Linked DNA regions of Anser cygnoides: region 2 is linked to region 1. A link is a contact called in public Hi-C data. All regions are on one chromosome and are shown on one strand. Each heading gives the region's core, a stretch centred on a gene start, on an enhancer-like site or on the middle of the called end of the contact. The rest is flanking DNA. Distances are from core to core; before and after follow the strand shown. Region 1 holds the start of TNRC6B (trinucleotide repeat containing adaptor 6B). Region 2 holds the start of RPL3 (ribosomal protein L3).

Region 1 (4,377 bases), core at 715-3,214:
CAGTTCACGTTTGTTCTGTAATGTGAAACAACAGGGACAATGCAATGTGGTATCTTTTCCTCCACTGAAATGAAAGTTTCTGGTTTCCCTAGGTTTGCGCAAAATAAATCACATCGCTTCACGTTGCTTTCCACGTCCTGCCATGCACGCTACAAAGCCCTGAGCAAAACATGTGATGGAAAAAAAAAAACTGCAAAAGAAAACCTATATGAGGAAAGGGCATCTAAACAGTAAAATGATATTTCACTTATGGCAAAAACAAGGTCAGTATCTTGGACATCTCCTCCTCTCCAACACCTGCAACCTGTAGCCTTGGTGTTTTAGTGGCTTCTGCACACACCAAAAAAATGAATGTGGGAACACAGGATACGGACAGTTCCTGCTCTGAGAATAAACACTGAGGAACAGACAAGATCTGCACCCCCAATTTATACCATTATTTCATATTGATTTATATAGTGACTTTTGCATTCCTTAAAGCACCACAGTTATATAGCATAGTTATATATACAGTATAAACATACAGAAGAAGCCAGTATAAAGGCTTCTTTGTATAAAAGGGTCTCTTTTCCCCATCCATCAATGTAAAAAACCAACTGCTGTTACTGACTGGGGAAGCCATCAAAAGATTCATCGCTGTTTACTGACTCACGTGGCCAGAGTTCACGTGGACCTGGTCTGCTCTCCGTGCCAGCAGCACACATTGCTTTGCTCGCTCGCAGCTGTCCCTCCTGCGAGGACTAACTGAGCTGTGAAGGGCTCTACGTGTTTTCCAAGGCAGGCTGTGTTTTCCACTCAACATCCGTAGAGCAGTTCGGTAACATGACGGGCTCACCACTTCTCTCTAGTTGGCGGTTCAGCACCAAAACTGTATTTTCGGCTGCTCCGATATTCTGTTGATCAGGTTGTTGAACGGGATTCTCAGAGGGGACCAAGTGAAAACACTGCACTGGCACGCAGCCCTGGGTGAGGTCAGGACGTGACAGCCATTAAGGTAACAGCAGTCTGCAGAACTACCGGAGACCGAGACATGCAGATTGGCACGGACGTTGGTCCAGGGAAGGATGCCCCTCGTTTGTGTAAGGGCTGCACAGCTGGAGAAGGGCCTGAACACAAGTACTGTGAGGAGCGGCTGAGGGAACTGGGGGTGTTTAGTCTGGAGAAGGGGAGGCTCAGGGGAGACCTCATTGTTCTCTGCAACCACCTGAAAGGAAGCTGTGGGGAGCTGGGATCGGCCTCTTCTCACAGATAACTAGTGATAGGACTAGAGGGAACTGCCTCAAGTTGCGCCAGGGGAGGTTCAGGTTGGAAATGAGGAGACATTTCTGCTCAGAAGGAGCAGTCAGGCATTGGCACGGTTGCCCAGGGAGGTGGTGGAGTCACCGTCCCTGGGGGTGTTTGAGGAAAGGTTGGGCGTGGTGCTTGGGGACATCGTTTAGTGGGTGACATTAGTGGCAGGGGGACAGCGGGACCAGGTGATCTTGGAGGGCTTTTCCAACCCTGACGGCTCTGTGAGTCTCTTTATTCGGTGACCGCAGCCCCCGGGAGGCGCCGCCATGTCGCGCCCTCACTGGGCGCCTCGCGCTCCCCTACCCCGCCCACCCCCAACGGCCACCACCGACGCCTCGCGGCCCCGTCACGTGCGCGACCGCCCGGGCCACGTGGGGCCCCGCCCGCCGCCCGCGCACCCTCACGCGGCCCGGCCCCGCCCGCTGCGCGGCAGGGAGCGGATTGACAGCTGGATCGGCCAATCAGCGGGCGGCTAGGCGGTCTCCCCGCCCCCCTCCCGCACGCGGCTGCTGTGTCATCCGGCGGGTGACAGCGGGGGCGGTCGCCAGTTGGCTGCGGGGGCGTAGACCTTCCACCAATAGCGTGGCGAGCCGCACGATTGACACTTTCCCCGACCAATAGCTGCGCCCGGGCGGGCGTGGCCGCGCAGGGAGGGGTGGGGCATAGGGTAAACGTCGTTTGTGGTCCGCGCAGTGTGGCGTTGTTGCCGCGGTCGCGCTCGTTATCGCATGTGCCCGTCACGGCCACCCCCTCCGACCGCGGGCGAGGGGAGGGGGCAGGTTGGCGCGGCCTCTCCCCCCCGCCTCGGCTGGGGCTGGCCCCAGCACCGCCACCGCGGGCCGCAGCTCGGTGGGCGGGCCTCCGCACCGCTGCGGCGTGACGGGCACCTCCCTCGGCCAATGGCGTGCCAGGGCGCAGGCCGCGAGCCAATCGGAAGCGCGGGAGGGCGGGGCAAGCAGGGGCGGGCGGGCGGGAGCCCCGTTTAAGGGGCCGATCTCGCGGCCAACTGGCGGGGTGCGAGGGGGGCGGGAGCCCGCAATGTCAATATGTGACAGGCACCGAGGGCAGCCAATCAGGGAGGTGGTAGTGATGAGGTTAGCCAATGAGAGGAGGTGGGGGGCGGGCGTTCCTCTTGATGGACGTGTGCCGCGGCTAATGGGCGGGGAGATCCTCGGGGCTCTCCCCAATGGACAGCGTGCGATTGCGGAAAGGGGAGCGGAGGGGGAAGACGGGCAGGCGGGGCGGCCAATCAGCGCGGGGGTCGGCGGGGCGCCGTCCAATGGGCGGCGCGAGGGGCGGTGCGGGGGCGTGTCCCGGTGTGTTTGGGTTCGTGCTCCTCGGGGGAGGGAGACGGCGGCGAGGAAAGTTTTTTTTTTTCTTTTTTTTTCCCTTTTTTTTTTCCGTGTCCCGGCGGCGGGGGGGAGGGGGCGGCCCGCTCTCCGCAGCTCGCTCTCCTCTTTCTCTTCTCCCCCTCCGCGTCCCCCCCCCCCCCCCCTCACGGCTTGGCGGCGCTCCCCGGGCGGAGCCGCCTCCCCCCCCCCCCCCCCGAGGCCCCGCGGAGAAGGGGGGGCTCCGCGCAGCTCCGCGCCTCAGCGGTGAGTGCGGGACGGGACCCGGCCCCCCCCCTCCCCCACCCCTTCTCCTCCCCTCAGGGCCCTTCCCGCCCGTGAGGGGCCGTTGGCGCCAACGGCGCGCGCGCCCCTTCCTCCCCCCTCCCCCCCCACCTCCCCTCAGGGCCCCTCAGAGGGAGGCGGGGAGCGGGGGGGGGGGGGGGGCGGCCCGATCCCTTCGCAGCGCCCGGCCCGGGGCAGAACCGCCTCGGCTGCGCCCCGCCGCGGCCAGCGGTGCCCCCCCGCCTGCCTCCTCCCCCCCCCTTCCTTCTCCTCCCCCCCGGGGCTTGCGGGAGCTCCCGAGGCCGAGCGGGGCGTGCAGAGGGCTCCGTGAGCCCCCGGCGGGCTCCTTGGGGCCGGGGGGAAGCGAGGGTCTGGGGGACGTGGGGCCGGCGGTGGCTGTGCGGGACGTGATGCTGCTGCTTGGGGGGTGGGAGGAGGGGCTGCGCTCAGAGGTGTGTCCCAGGCGCGCAGGGAGGTTGAAAAATTAAAAAAAAAAAACTTCTTCGAGCTGTCGGTGGCAAAACAAGCGAATGGTTGTGTCTGGGGACGCCTCGCCGGCCGTGGGTAACGCCGCTTGCAGCCCTGGTATCTTGCGAGGCGAAATCTGCTTTATGAAAAGGCGTGTAGGAGTTGCTGCTGCTGCGGGATGTAGCGGGAAGTTTTGGGATAAAACCCAGCTCCAGCAAAGTGTTTTCTTAGCTAGAGTAGATAAGGCTAATGCTGTAAGCCGTAGTTCGTTTTTTCCCGTGTTTTTTTTCCATGTTAGACTAACCTTTATATTTGTTTTGATAACCCTTCAGAGAGCCTGCAGGGCACCTTTACAGTTAACTTGTTTCGTACTTTTCTTTTACACTCCATCATTATTATTATTTTAACCACGACTTGTTAGGTTTCAGTGTTTCATCCTCCGTAAAACCCGTGAATCTTAGTGAGAAGTAGCAGGTAGACCTTTGCAGTTTGTATAGCTCCATATTTAAAAGACACATTTTTCACTCGTTTCCTGTAACACTGCTAGTCAGATGAATCGGAGTTTAGTTTTCTGGTACAAGTGTAGTATGTGTAACAGCTTTGATTCTCAGAGTCTTTAAACACTTAAACAAATTCAAACAGCTTTGTATAAAGCTCGTCTATACCGGAGTTGCTCAGCAATTTCACCTCTCTTGTCGTGGCTGTAGTGGCTCAGGTTCCTTGGAGCATGCATGCTGTTGAGAAGCTAAGTCAATGTCCTGATCTGCTGCAGCATCTGAGGTCTTGAACTTAACGGTTAGGTCAAGGTTTCTGTACGTGATCCATGATTATCGGTGGGGCTGCCATGTAGATGTACCTCGGGAGTGCTTTAAGGTGACTTTTCACGTGCTCGCAGCTAACTCAGTTATGGGTAAAGTTAGCCAATTCTGCAGTGAAGAAATAAATCGCCTCACAAAAAGCTGAGGCTGCAGAAGGGAGCGTGGGACCCTGTGCGGAAGCAAGCGCG
Region 2 (4,377 bases), core at 548-3,047, 470 kb before region 1:
AGCCTTCAGTTACATGACTCAAATTCTTTTCACAAAGGCAAAGATGATGCATGGCAAAAAGACCTGCTGAAAGTGATAATTTAGAGGCTTGAAGAAACTAGAGGCAGGCTCAGCTGGAAGCAGAGACGAAGCCAGATAAGCAAAATGGATGGCAGCCAGTAACAGAACTAAATCAGGATTTGACAATCGGCAAGGAAACACCAAAGGTGATTTACTCATGTCTACCCATAGAGAAGAGGTCATCATACGCAGCCTGTTTGAGTACAGGTAAAGTAAGATATCAGGCTCCTATGTAAGTCACTACGCGTGTCAAGAGGACCATTAATAAGACAACCACTCCTAGACAAAGTCTTGCTGCTGGGACATCATTCACACTACAATAGGATGATTTTGGGGTGCTTTATAACCCACCCACCCAGTCAAGAAAGGCTTTGAATTGGGTGAAGTCTAACTAGAACTAAAATCCACAGCTACCTATGACCTAACAGGTCATCTTTCATCATTCGTAAGAAAACATCTTCCTCCATGGAAGAAACATTAATACATACTGGATCCAGGTCTGTCAACTTCACGGACAATGTGGGTCATCCCAGCTTTGTACCCCAGGAAGGCAGTGAGATGGACAGGCTTGCTAGGGTCATCTTTGGGGAAACTCTTCACCTTGCCCCTGTGTCTGCTACTGCGCTTGCGGGGCAGGAAGCCCAGAGACCCATGCCTGGGAGCTGAGAACTTGCGGTGAGACTAGAAAAAGAAAATAAATATTTAATGCTTGCTTCAGAGATTCACTTAACCCCATCTGAGGGCCAGCTGCCAGTTCTTATCATTAACACAAAAACTATATATAGCAGAAGACTTTTTACGTTCTTGAAATTCTTGGTATCAACTGCTTGGCTTCTGAAATCCATTATAATATTAGACTACAGTTTTTATTCCTTAACTACGTTTTTCCTAGGTTTCCTCGATGTCCCATTTCAAGCTCGTTTTAAGAAACCACTGAGTGCCACTCATTACAGAAGCACGCGTGCTGTAACATGGTCACAGCGCACCACCAGAATTTCAGCACACCCTACAAGTCTAGGGATAGAGAATCACAAATACCCTTACAATATTTCAATAAAACTATAAAAATAAGGATAGTAGAAACAATTCTAAGTTGAAGCAATGAAATAAAACATTTTAACTCCCATCTTTGAGCCAGCTGTTTTGGGTAGAAATACACCCATCAGCAGCTGTAGTCTCCCCTGCAACCTGAGAGTTAAGTAATGCTGGGTAACGCGAAGCCCCATAAAGAATAAAGAATTACCGACCCCATCTCACACCCGAGTTTAAGCAAAATACCACCGTTAAAAGGCAGAGCAACAAGCAGCAATCGAATAGGTCCTCTACGAAGGACTCGCTCCAGAAGCCGCGTTAAGCAGAGCAGGTTTACAGCCATCCATAAGGCCGCTTCCCCCCGCCCGCCCCAGAGGCCCCACACCGTGCCCGGCCGCCCCCCGCCGCGTCGCGGCCCCAAAATGAGCCCCGCGCCGCCTCCCCGAGGAGCAGAGGCACAGCGGGATGGAGGCCAGGCGGCGGCCGGGGCCGGGATGGCGGCGATGCGCGGCGGATGACGCGGCCGGGCCGAGCCGGGCCGGGATCGGGACCCACCATCTTGTCCCCGCGCCGCGCCGGAAGGGCCGGGCCGCCTCGCGCGCACCCTACTTGTAGGCGGCCCGCCCCCCGACAGGGAGCCAGGCGTCTCGCGAGTGCGGGATCAAAATGGCGGCGGGGGCGGGGCTGGCGGCCATTTTGGGCATGTCAGCATGGGTGGGGGGGCACAGGGGTCCCCGCTCTGTCGCCCCCTGAGGTGGCATCTGTGCTCGGCCACCCGACCCCGAAGGGTTTGGGATGGGGACAGCGCTGCCATGGCCCTCTGCTCCTCTCCTGGCGCTGAGGGTGGCAGCCGCAGGCGGTACAAAAGCCTGAGCCAGCGGGAATAGTGCTGTTTGCAGTCACCTCAAGCACACTCAGCATCTTCCCTTTGTCATACAATAAAAAGCTTTTTGTAAAAAGCCAAACACAACAACAACAAAAAAAACAACGCTGTAACCAATGCCAAAACATGCTCGTAGCTGAAGGAAGAGACAAGGCAGGCATCAGCGGGTGCCTCGCTATGTTCCTGTTTTTTAAGTTGTCCGCCAACTTCCACGAGAGTGGAAGGACCAAGGCAGAGGCGGACTCGGATCTGCTTACAGAAAGCTGCCCACGATTGTCACACCATCGTGAAGTTTGGCTAGCCAGCTCGGAAATCTGAATTGGCTGAGTTTTGTGAATTAGTTCAGGATGCATTTGGTTGTCTTCCACAGTGCCGCACGCTGAACATGCTGGCCAGCCAATACTGAAGGCCTTAGGTAAGAGAAAGTGCATTGAAACAATTAAGTCTTTCCTGGAATCAAGTTTCTGAGATGGAACCATAAAAAAAAATATTAAATACCTTGCAGAGTTTCTTGAAAATGTAAGTGCATACACTTACAAGTAATAACAGGCAATGTTATACTTTAGTTAAAAAAAAAATTAACAGGGGGCACATAATAAAACACACGCACCTTCTTGATTCTTTAGCTGTGTCATTTATTATGTTGTCCAATACAATAGCCCAGTGTCATCTTTCAGATGTACATAGCGCTAGAAAGTGTGTACCACTGCAGTCAACCTTCTCGATTTTTTTTTTCTACAAAAAACCAATGTTCTTGCTCAAAGCTGTGAGTGAATGCATGCCTCAGCAGAAAATCCTGACATAATGTGTAGCTGTTTTTATTAAAAAGCTCCATAGTTATAGGTAACTGTAATGACTCAAAAGACGCTTGACAAATCTTCACTGTACTTAGAAAAAGATATTAGACAATGTGAAAAAACAGAGTAACAACAAAGAAATGAAAACACGTTATTTAAAAATTAATAAGCTAAAATAGGTTTTACTGCTAGCATTGGCATCTGTTTTGCTTATATGTGTATCTCAAAACATCAAAAGACATCAAACGAACTATTTCTTGCAGGGACACGTTCTCAAGCGGATTGTGTGTTCTTCAGGGACTGTGTCCCACTGTCTGTTTCCACAGTGCTTGGTACAACAGAGATCCAAATTCAATTAGGGCCTCTCTATGCTGCTGCTGAATTAATAATAAACAATAACAACAATGTAAGTGATAAAGTTATGCTGTGACAGGGAAACCAAAAGTAAGACTTATTGTGGAACCTGTCGAAGATCTTGTCAGTTATGCTATTCACGCGTTATTCCTCTTGCTCCACGTACAACCACTCTCGGCATACCAATAAGCACCACGAAGACAAGCTCTGTCACGGGGTGATGCTGGATCTGCTCATGTCCGTGGCTTGCTTATGCAGGAGCTTGCACAGAAGCATCTCTTTAGCATAGGGGCAAAGCAGAGATGAAACCTGAACAGGGGGGGAGCTGAAGGACAGCAGATAAATTATTCACTCTCCTTCCTTTGGCACAAGGAAATTGGATAGGACCAGACCATAGAAACTCTCTCAAACTTCTCTAGACCTGAAATTGTGTGAGTGCCACTGCAGGATAACTGATTTGACACGCGACTCTAGCTGAGACGTGCCCTGAAGTGTCTCTGATCCTCGTTGCGGGGCTGTAGTGCTTTCCCTCAGTGTCAGTAAGCAGAGCCCTGGCATCCATCGGAGTTTCCTTTTTTAATCCTGAGGGATACACAGACGGCAAAACCACCAGGAACCAGTCACTAATTAAAGTAATAAAAGTCAGTTTGTTTGTGGGTTTCGCATTTTTTACATGTTTGAGAGATGCAGGACACCTAGCCAGTGGATGCAGGAGCTAAGGGAGCAGGGAGCTCCACAGGCAGCTCACTGGTAGGAGCCAAAACCAGCTCGGCAGAGGTCCCACCGCTTTGTCACAGGCTGGGGCTGGGAGGCTGGGACTTCAGGGGAGTCCCACTGAGCCCCTGGGCTCCCTGCAGATCCAAGCATTGCTCAAAATGCCCAGGTGTCGTGTTGTTTTGGGTTCAGCCTGACAGCTTCAGCTGGGTTAGTACTCACTGAGCCCTGGCCTCCAATAGCTGGCACGGCATCGGGAATCAAGGTGGACGATAAACCTAAGAGCCCAGCTTGGCTGGAAGCATCCAGGAGGCCCCTGGCACTGTGGGGAGATCAGGGCAAAGCCCTGTGCTGGCAGTGTCCCCAGGGCCAGACGCCTCCTCCCTACAGCACGCGTCTCCCCCTTGCACTGAAGCCATCTGAATTCCCACCGCTGGGATGCTGATCGGTGCAGCGGAAGGGCTGCACGTTATGATCATATCTAGTTACTGCAAACATTAATGAAATAGTTGAAGCAAACACCTTCCTACAGAGCCA

Evidence for each region. A called contact is a pair of places that touch in the nucleus more often than the background predicts.
Region 2: a contact with region 1 is called in a Hi-C map of liver, with 15 times the contacts expected there. The contact joins the promoter of RPL3 here to the promoter of TNRC6B in region 1. A contact is called at or near these places in 2 of 7 Hi-C or Micro-C datasets (both in liver).

What each region holds. Positions count from the first base shown.
Region 1 is chr1:54,965,291-54,969,667 of Taihu_goose_T2T_genome, reverse strand. It overlaps TNRC6B (trinucleotide repeat containing adaptor 6B), which reads left to right and starts at 1,964. Exons shown (of 25, transcript XM_066995966.1): 1 at 1,964-2,885. The coding sequence starts at 2,329.
Region 2 is chr1:55,431,206-55,435,582 of Taihu_goose_T2T_genome, reverse strand. It overlaps RPL3 (ribosomal protein L3), which reads right to left and starts at 1,797. Exons shown (of 10, transcript XM_048069819.2): 1 at 1,648-1,797; 2 at 549-741. The coding sequence starts at 1,650.